3 separate regions of the Canis lupus genome follow, and all the other regions are linked to region 2. The links are chromatin contacts, called in public Hi-C maps. All regions are on one chromosome and are shown on one strand. Each heading gives the region's core, a stretch centred on a gene start, on an enhancer-like site or on the middle of the called end of the contact. The rest is flanking DNA. Distances are from core to core; before and after follow the strand shown.

What was found. A called contact is a pair of places that touch in the nucleus more often than the background predicts.
Region 1: a contact with region 2 is called in a Hi-C map of blood, with 3 times the contacts expected there. The contact joins the enhancer-like site here to the promoter of TIPARP in region 2. A contact is called at or near these places in 2 of 9 Hi-C or Micro-C datasets (amygdala and blood).
Region 3: a Hi-C map of blood shows a contact between it and region 2, with 5 times the contacts expected there. The contact joins the promoter of CCNL1 here to the promoter of TIPARP in region 2. A contact is called at or near these places in 2 of 9 Hi-C or Micro-C datasets (both in blood).

Annotation. Positions count from the first base shown.
Region 1 is chr23:51,148,416-51,151,440 of UU_Cfam_GSD_1.0, reverse strand. No RefSeq gene overlaps it. Among named protein-coding and RNA genes, the nearest start is that of CCNL1, 57 kb to the left of the region's middle. Within about 2 kb of position 1,425, at least 5 of the 20 cell types and tissues checked have an H3K27ac peak or open chromatin away from gene starts, as enhancers often do. A contact at or near this core is called in blood, where this site is marked.
Region 2 is chr23:50,804,040-50,806,888 of UU_Cfam_GSD_1.0, reverse strand. TIPARP (protein mono-ADP-ribosyltransferase TIPARP) reads right to left here and starts at 1,328. Exons shown (of 6, transcript XM_038571279.1): 1 at 1,190-1,328.
Region 3 is chr23:51,205,466-51,208,335 of UU_Cfam_GSD_1.0, reverse strand. CCNL1 (cyclin-L1) reads left to right here and starts at 1,417. Exons shown (of 11, transcript XM_038571297.1): 1 at 1,417-1,740; 2 at 1,869-1,943; 3 at 2,498-2,607. The coding sequence starts at 1,417.

The DNA of each region.
Region 1 (3,025 bases), core at 176-2,675, 340 kb before region 2:
TGACTTCCTCATTGTCCCTCTCAATGGTTACATCCCAGCGTTCATGTGCTGGGCATCTCTGTGGCATTTCCTGCTCCTGGTCACTTCCTCACCCCAGAAAAACCTCCTCACTTGGACTGCTTGCTGCCATTTTCCCCCTAGTTTTTTCACTTTTCTGCGCTCTCCTCAGGACCCCTATTTGGGCCTCAGGACCCGGTACCCATCAGGTTCAGCTCTCCTCCATCCCATCACCTTCCCACTCAGTGCAGCCCCAGCTTCAGGGCCCACCTCTATGTTGACTATTTCCCGGGGGTGCTTCGCGCAGCCTCTCTCTGGCAGGCTTGGCACCTGGAGGTCACCCCTGGAAGTCTCCTGCACATGAAAAATGCGTTCAAAACATGCCATCCTCCACTCAGAGCCATTCCTCGTCCTCCAGTCACTATCACAGCGAGTGCTACCGCTATCCGTGGAGCTGCACGAACCTGGGAACTCTTCTGGGTTCCGATTTTCCATTTCCTTCTCCCTGCTTCCTGAAACGGAGCCTCTGGAGCAGTGTGCAGGAGGGGGTGAATGAACACAGAGTCAGGGCTGAGCTGAGTCTAAAGCTTGAGGTCATTTGACCTTTTACATGTTTTTCCAAGCTCCTCCGTTTACACCAGGGCACGGGCCTGGACGGTCTTCAGCTCTGATGATCCAGAGTCCAGACCGCTCCAGTCTGACGCCGTAGGGGCTTCACCCCCATTCCTTCTGGTCGCTGGGAGGGATTGCTCCTCTGCCTGCCCTGCCTAGGAAGAGAGGAGAGCTGCCTGCGATGAGCAGGACTTCAAACCTAAATCAAACCTCCTCGGAGAACGCATTTCACTCTGCTGAGAGGTCCTCACCTATCTCTGCAGCCGCCATGAGTCACAGCGAGAGCTGGGAAAGGAGGGAGACAGAGGGTGGCGGCCAGCAGCTGGTGGAAACATAGACAGTTTCCTCTCGCCTCTGTGTGCCAGGTCACGTAGCCCTGGGTGAGTCTCCCTAAGTGCCACCCAGGGCTTAGGGGGAAAGTACCTTCCCTCTCGTTCTGCGTCACTTTGGTCTGGAAATGAGTATTGTGACTGTCCCGGGGACACCTCTGTACCCACCGCTTCTAGTCCCCAAATCCTGCGTGCACATGGGGGTGCCTTGCACTGCAGTGACCACGCTGAGCAGTGTGCACCTCATGTCACTTACACCCTGCGACCCGGCAGGTAGGTTCTATTTCATCTCCTTTTTGCAGACCAGGAACCCACGGCTCCCAGAGCTTAGCTACACCGGGCCACCTGGCTAGTAGTGCAGGCCTGCCGAGGTCGAGCCCAGCTGTGACTGGTCGACGCCCATGCAGAGGGCACGGCCTCTGATGTGTCCCTGCTTATCTTCCGTGCCATGCACGCGCCTGGCCCGCAGCAGCCTGCAGCCTGATGGATGCTCACGGAAGGGGCGTGCAAGCCTCGCCCTACGGGCTGGATCTGGCCCCAGCTGCAGGGATTCAGAAACTGCAGCCTGGGCCGGCGCCCACCGCCCTCTGCATCCGCCTCCTCGCAGATGCCCTGGAGGGAGCCTGTGCCTTCAGCACCCTCTGGCTCGCTTCCGACGATGCGGCTTCCCCGCCGAGCAGCCTGGCAACGGGGGAGAGCCTGACCCCGGGCGCTCGGGGCTCCGCGGGGCAGCCCCGGCCCCACCACCGACGCATGCGCAGCCCCGACGGCGGGAGCCCGGAGCCGAGCCCGGAGCCGGCGGGCCCTCTCCACGCATGCGCGGCCCCCCACCACCAGAGTCCGAGAGCCCGGGAGCCCGCGAGGCCCTCTCCACGCATGCGCAGCCCCGACGGCCGGAGCTCGAGAGCCCGGAGCCGACGGGCCTTCCTCACGCATGCGCGGCCCCCGCGGCCGGAGCCTGGGAGCCAGGAGCCAGCATGGCCCTCTTCACGCATGCGCGGCCCCGACGGCCGGAGCCCAGGAGCCTGGCAGCCCGGGAGCCGAGAGCCGGCGCGGCCCTCCCCACGCATGCGCGGTCCCCGCGACGGGAGCCCGAGAGCCTAGGAGCCGGCGCGGCCCTCCCCACGCATGCGCGGCCCCGGCGGCTGGAGCCCGGGAGCCCGGAGCCGGCGCGGCCCCTCCACGCATGCGCGGCCGCGGGGCGGGAGGGGCGGTGCAGGGAGCTGCAGCGAGCGCCTGCCCCGCGGCGGGAAGTCCGCGTCCCCGTCCCCGCAGGGACCCGGTGCGCCTGCCGGGAACGAGCCCCCGGGGAGCCACGCCCTCGTTAGCAAAGGCCGGGGCTCGCCCTAGGCCCCCGGGAAAGCGGTTCCCGGCGCGGTCGGGGGCCCCGGGAGCGCCCTGCTGTGCAGAGGAGCTCGGGAGCGGATGTGGGGGGTGGGCGCCCCGGGCGCCGCCTGCAGGGGTGGAGGTGCTGGGGGAGCGCGGGGAGCCCGCCCGACTTCCCTGACCTCGCTCGGCTGCACGTCGTGCCCCTGCGGGGTGCGGGGTGCGGGGTGCGCGGTGAGGAGCGCTGGCCTCCAGGGGGCTGGGGTGGGAGGGGGCGTGGGCCGCAGCCCCGGAGCCTCCCTGCTGGCATCCATCCGCCCACCCCGCGGGACTCACCTTTGGTTTCCTTCAGCTTCACTCCATTTCCCTCCCAGGCCCCAAGAAGTCTGCAAAAGGAGATACTAAAAATGATTGCAGAAAGTTAAACCAGGCGTGAAATGACCCCTAAAATGACAGGGAGGTCGTGGAGAGGCACTGTCTCGGGGGTTTGCTTAGGCGACCCTTTAGTTTTCTTTTTGAGATTTACGGAGACCTGCGAAACAAGCAAAAGCAGACCTTTCACGGAGGCAGAGAGGTTACCTGGGAACTCTTGGTCACTTCCAAGGTCATCATGGGGATAAAGGGTGGGGATGTGCGCGGCTGAAGCGGGCGAGGGGTGCTTGTAAATGAGCTTCATCCATGACTAAGGTCTCCAGGGACGGGAAGGAATACTCTTTACCTTCTGCAAAGGGAAGTTGGGATTCAGAGTAGTGGAGACGCAA
Region 2 (2,849 bases), core at 79-2,578:
AGACATACATCGGCTGGAAGGCGGCCAAGCCAGGCGTTATTATTCATCGCTCGGTGCTCTTGCCTCCAGGCACAATTGGCACGGACTGTGGTATTCCCTCTCCACCACGCCGAGCCCGCCCGTGCCTCCCCTCGCGTGCGTGCGTGCACACACTCACACTCACTCACACGCACCCCGGCCCCCTCCGATCACGGGAAGAGACGCTGCACCCGTCTCATTTACACGGCAGTGGACGCGCACGCACGCTCTTTTCCTGTTATTGCCCTCCGACCCGCTCGGAAATAAGACCGAGGAGGAGGCAGAGCGCTAAGGAGTGGCTGCGGTGGGGAAGTCACTAGGACTTGTTCCTCAATTAGTTTGCATAACAGAAAAATAAAGATTGGAGGGACACTTCCTCCGGGCTGGGGCCCCCCCGCAGCCGGCGACCTACCGCTCCCGCCGCCCCCCGCCCCGCAACCGCCCGCTGCGAACTCCGCGCTCCCGCAGACCCCGCGTGGTGACCCCCGGGCTCCCCCGGCCCCCGCGCCCCGAGACCGCCCGGCGCGGACTCCGCAGCCCCGCCGCCCCCCGCCGCCGAGCCCGGGTCCGAGGGACGCCTCCTGCCGGCCGCCGCGGGCCCCGCAGCCCCGCCCCCCGGGCCGCCCGCAGCCCCGCGCAGCGCGGAGGAGGCGCCGCCCGGCCCGGCCGACCCCGCGTCCCCGAGCATCCCGCGCGCCGTCCCGACCCCGTCGGGGCCCCTCCTCCGCGGAAGCCGCTCGGGCCGCCTCTGCAGCTCGGCCGTCCCCGCCTCCCGACCGACCTTGCCCAGGGGCTCGTCCCGCGGGGCTCGGACGCTCGCGGGCACCGGGCGGCCGGCGCCGCGGGGCGGGGGCGGGGGCGGGGGGCGAGGCCGGCGCGCGCTCGTGCGCCCGCGAAGTTGACGTGAGAACCGCCCGCAAAGTTGTGGGCTGCGGCGCCGCCGAGCGCGCGGGGTCGGTCGGGGTCCGCCCGCGGGGTGCCGGCCCGCCGCCGCCGCCGCCTCCCGATCCTACACCTGCCCGCGGCCGCGAGGGCTCCGGGGGTGCAGGCCGCCCCGTCCCGGGCTGGCGGGTCCGAGGGAGCCCGCGGGGGCACGGACGCCGCGAGGCCGGCGCCCCCGCCCGCCATCCCCGCCGGGTCTGCCGCCCCCCCCGCCGCCCGCCGCCCTCACCTGATGGCGCCGCCGGAGAGCGCGGACCGCGGAGCCGGGGCGCCGGCAGCGTCCGCGCGGAGAGCGGGCTCGGGCGTCCGACGGTCAGGCCGGGGCCGCGGCGGGCAGCGCGCGGGCCATTCCGCCGCCGGGAGCGCAGAGAGCAGCGGCCGCACTGCCCGCTCCGGCTCGCTCGCCTGTCACCCCGAGCTCCGCTTTAAAGTGGCTTCCGGTCGCCTCCTCTCGGCTGCCCCGTCGCGGAGGCGGAGCCTGGGCCGCGGGGGAGAGGGGCGGGGTGAGAGGGCCGGGCGCTCAGTGGGCGCCGCCGGGGAGGGCGGGGCGTGCGGAGCGAGGGGGGCCCGCCCCGCGTGCGCGTGCGCGTGCGCGTGCGCGTGCGCGCTCGCTCCCGGCGTGGGGAGGCGCGCGGAGCGTGCGTGCGTGCGGCGGCCGCGTGCTCCCGCGAGGGGGCGTGTCCTCCCGCGCGCGCACGCGCGCTGTGCGGGGGTGGGGGTGGGGGTGGGGGTGGGGGTGGGGGTGGCGGTCGCGCGGCCGTGAGGAGCGGCGGTGTGCGCCGCGTGGGGCGGGCGCCGCCTGACTGACTGAGGGGCTCCGGGACGGGATGCGGGACGGCACGAGGCGTTTCCGTGCGGCCGGCCTTCCCGGCCTCGGCGCCGCGGGACCCCGACGGGAGCCGGACGGCTGCTACGGTCGCCGCGGCCAGACGGGGTCGCCCGCCCCCTGCCTGACGGGCCGCGAGGGAAGGCCCGGCACGCGGCGGGGACCCGGCGACGCCCCGGCAGCCGCCGCCCCGCGCAGCGCCACGGACTCCCCCTTCCAGCGCGCACCCGGCGCGAGTTTGCCGTAGTTTCTGGGCCGACGAAGGTCTTGGGCGGTGAGTCCTCGGATGGCTTCCGGTGGTGCGGGGACAGCCCTGCGTGCAGCTCGTGGATCCCGCTGTGTCGGGGGACAAGGGCCCTGGATGGCGGTTGGTCGTGGACAGAGACGCGCACGCAGCTTGCCAAGAGCTGCTCCCCGCCCGCGCGGCCTCAAGTCTGACTGAGTCCCACAGCTCGGAGGCTTCGTGGGTTGAAAAAGACAACTATTATCCTTAAAAAAAAGAACAAACAAAACAAAACAAAAAACAAAAAGAAAACAACAACAACAAAAAAACACAAACACACACCGGAACGCCTATATAAAGAGCTAAGCGGCAGTAGGACTGGAGATAACGGGTCTCCAATCTTCTCACGCGCTTCTAAACCACACGACGCCAACAAGAAGTGGATTAAGGGCGGCGCCTCCCCCAGCAGGCGCGCTCCACGCGGCATCAAGTCCAGGGGGTTCAGCGAAGCTACGAATGACACCGACAGGATTCGGACGCTCCTAGGTAAACATTGAATTTTCAGGCTTAAAAACTGTGTTAAGGCAGCGTCTTGGTCTGCGCCTGCTCATACACGGAGTTACCTAGAAGCACGTTTCCTTTTTGTTTGCTTTTTTTTTTTTTTTTAAGATTTTATTTGTTTATTCATTAGGGACAGAGAGAGAGAGGTAGAGACACAGGCAGAGGGAGAAGCAGGCTCCATGCAGGGAGCCCGACGTGGGACTCGATCCCGGGACTCCAGGATCACGCCCTGGGCTGGAGGCAGGTGCTAAACCGCTGAGCCACTCCGGCTGCCCTAGA
Region 3 (2,870 bases), core at 168-2,667, 400 kb before region 2:
CGCCCCCGGAGTGCCCGACGCCCCGCAGCGCCCCCCGCAGAGCCCGATGCCCGCAGAGCTGGAGGCACCGCAGAACCCGAGGCCCGCAGAGCTCAAGGTCCCGCAGCGCCCCCCCCCCCCACCCCCGCAGCGCCCGACGTCCGCAGAGCCCGACGCCCCGCAGAGCTCAAGGTCCTGCAGCGTCCCCCGCAGCGCCCAACGCCCGCAGAACCCGACGCCCCGCAACGCCCCCCCCCCGCAGTGCCCGACGCCCCGCTGCGCCCACCGCCCGCAGAGCTCGAGGCCCCGCAGTGCCCCCCCCCCCGCAGCGCCCGACGCCCGCAGGGCCCGACGCCCCGCATAGCTCGAGGCCCCGCAGAGCCCGACGCCCCGCAGCGCCCTCCGCAGTGCCCGACGCCCCGCTGCGCCCACCTCCCGCAGAGCTCGAGGCCCCGCAGAGCCCGAGGCCCGCAGAGCTCAAGGTCCTGCAGCGCCCAACGCCCGCAGAGCCCGACGCCCCGCAGCGCCCCCCGCAGAGCCCGACGCCCGCAGAGCTGGAGGCACCGCAGAACCCGAGGCCCGCAGAGCTCAAGGTCCCGCAGCGCCCTCCCCGCAGCGCCCGACGTCCGCAGAGCCCGACGCCCCGCAGAGCTCGAGGCCCTGGAGAGCCCGACGCCCGCATAGCTCAAGGCCCTGCAGCGTCCCCCGCAGCGCCCAACGCCCGCAGAACCCGACGCCCCGCAACGTCCCCCGCAGTGCCCGACACCCCGCTGCGCCCACCGCCCGCAGAGCTCGAGGCCCCGCAGTGCTCCCCCGCAGCGCCCGACGCCCGCAGCGCCCGACGCCCGCAGGGCCCGACGCCCCGCATAGCTCGAGGCCCCGCAGAGCCCGACACCTCACAGCGCCCTCCGCAGTGCCCGACGCCCCGCAGAGCCCGACTCCCCGCAGAGCCCGACGCCCCGCATAGCTCGAGGCCCCGCAGAGCCCGACGTCCGCACAGCCCGACGCCCCGCAGTGCCCGACGCCCCGCAGTGCCCGACGCCCCGCAGAGCCCGACTCCCCGCAGCGCCCCCCCCCCCCCGCAGAGCCCGATGCCAGCAGAGATCAAGGCCCCGCAGCGCTCCCCGCAGAGCCCGACGCCCCACAACGCCCCCCGCAGCGCCCCACGCCCCCGCAGAGCCCGACGCGCCACAGAGCTCGAGGCCCCCCGAGTCCCCCCCCCCGCAGAGCTCGAGGCCCCGCAGCGCCCGCCGCCCCGCCCCCGCCCCGCCCCGCAGGGACTAGCTGGCGCGCGCCGGCGCGGTGACGTCAGGGCGGAAGCGCACGCGGCGTGAGGCGGCCCCGGGGCGGTCGCGGGCACGTCGGGCGCGCCGAGGACGCTGGTTAGTCTCGCCCGGGTTCCGGCTGCGTCGGGCGTGCGTGCAGCTCGCCCACACCATGGCGTCCGGGCCTCACCCGACCGCCGCCGCCGCCGCCGCCGCCGCGGCCGCCGCCGCCGCCGCCGCGTCCGCCGCCCCGAGCGCGGGCGGCCCCAGCTCGGGGACGGCGGCCGCGACGACGCCCGCGGCGGGCGGGATCCTGATCGGCGACCGCCTGTACTCGGAGGTGTCGCTCACCATCGACCACTCGCTGATCCCGGAGGAGCGGCTGTCGCCGACGCCGTCCATGCAGGACGGGCTGGACCTGCCCAGCGAGACGGACCTGCGCATCCTGGGCTGCGAGCTCATCCAGGCGGCCGGCATCCTCCTCCGCCTGCCGCAGGTCGGGGCGGCGGGCCGGGGGGAGGGGCGCGCGGCGGCCCAAGATGGCGGCGGCGGCGGCGGCGGCGGCGGCGGCGGCGGCGCTCGGCCCGCCTGACCCCTGCGCTTGCTTCTCCTCTCGGTCTGCAGGTGGCGATGGCGACGGGGCAGGTGCTGTTCCACCGCTTCTTCTACTCCAAGTCCTTCGTCAAGCACAGTTTCGAGGTGAGCCCGCGGGGGCGGGGGCGGGGGCGCGGGCGCGGGGATTTCTCCACCCGGAAGCGGGCCGGGGAGGGGAGGGGCGGGGAGGGAGGGGGGAGGGGGGAGGGGGCGGCCGCGGCGGCGCTTCCAGGGAGGGAGTGGTTAGCCGAGGCCTTTGTACCGCGCGGGGGACGTGCCCGGAGCGCGCTCCGCTCCGCCCCGGAGCCTCCCCGACCCGGTCGTGCGGCTCCCGCCGGAAGGCCGAGCTGGCCCGTTAAGCAATAAAAAATTTAAAAAAAAAAAAAAATTAAAAAAAAAAAAAAAAAAAGACGCATCAGTAGCCTGCTGGTGAGCTTGCGGCCTAGGAATGCCCATCACGCTTCTGTTTCACCCCAAATCCCAGCTGCGTCCTGAAATCTGCAAATCAGAACAAGTCGGTGAAACTTGCCGGCAGGGGTGGGGGGGGATGGGATGGGATGGGATGGGGGGAGCCCTTTCTCCCCGATTTTGCTTCCTCGATCGTGTCCCCCCCCCCCCCCGGGTGTAACCACGTCGCATTCGCTTGTGGGCTCTTGCAGATCGTCGCCATGGCCTGTATTAACCTTGCGTCGAAAATCGAAGAAGCCCCCAGAAGAATAAGAGATGTGATCAACGTGTTCCACCACCTCCGCCAGTTGAGAGGAAAAAGGTAAGATGGGCGTTACTGAGCGCAGTGTTGCTTGCCGCTACCGTCTCGTGCACCAACCATCCAACCAAAGCATTTCCCTTTTCTCTTCGAAACTGGTGGCAAAGGATAAACCCGGCCGTAATTCAGGTGTTGAGATGCACGTAGGAGCTCACTGATAAAAACCCAAACCCATTGGAAACCAGCCACAATTAACCAGCTATCTAAAGTTTGTAGAGGCAGTTGCATTTATGGACAATCCTAACAGTGCTGTGAAGCCAGTCCTG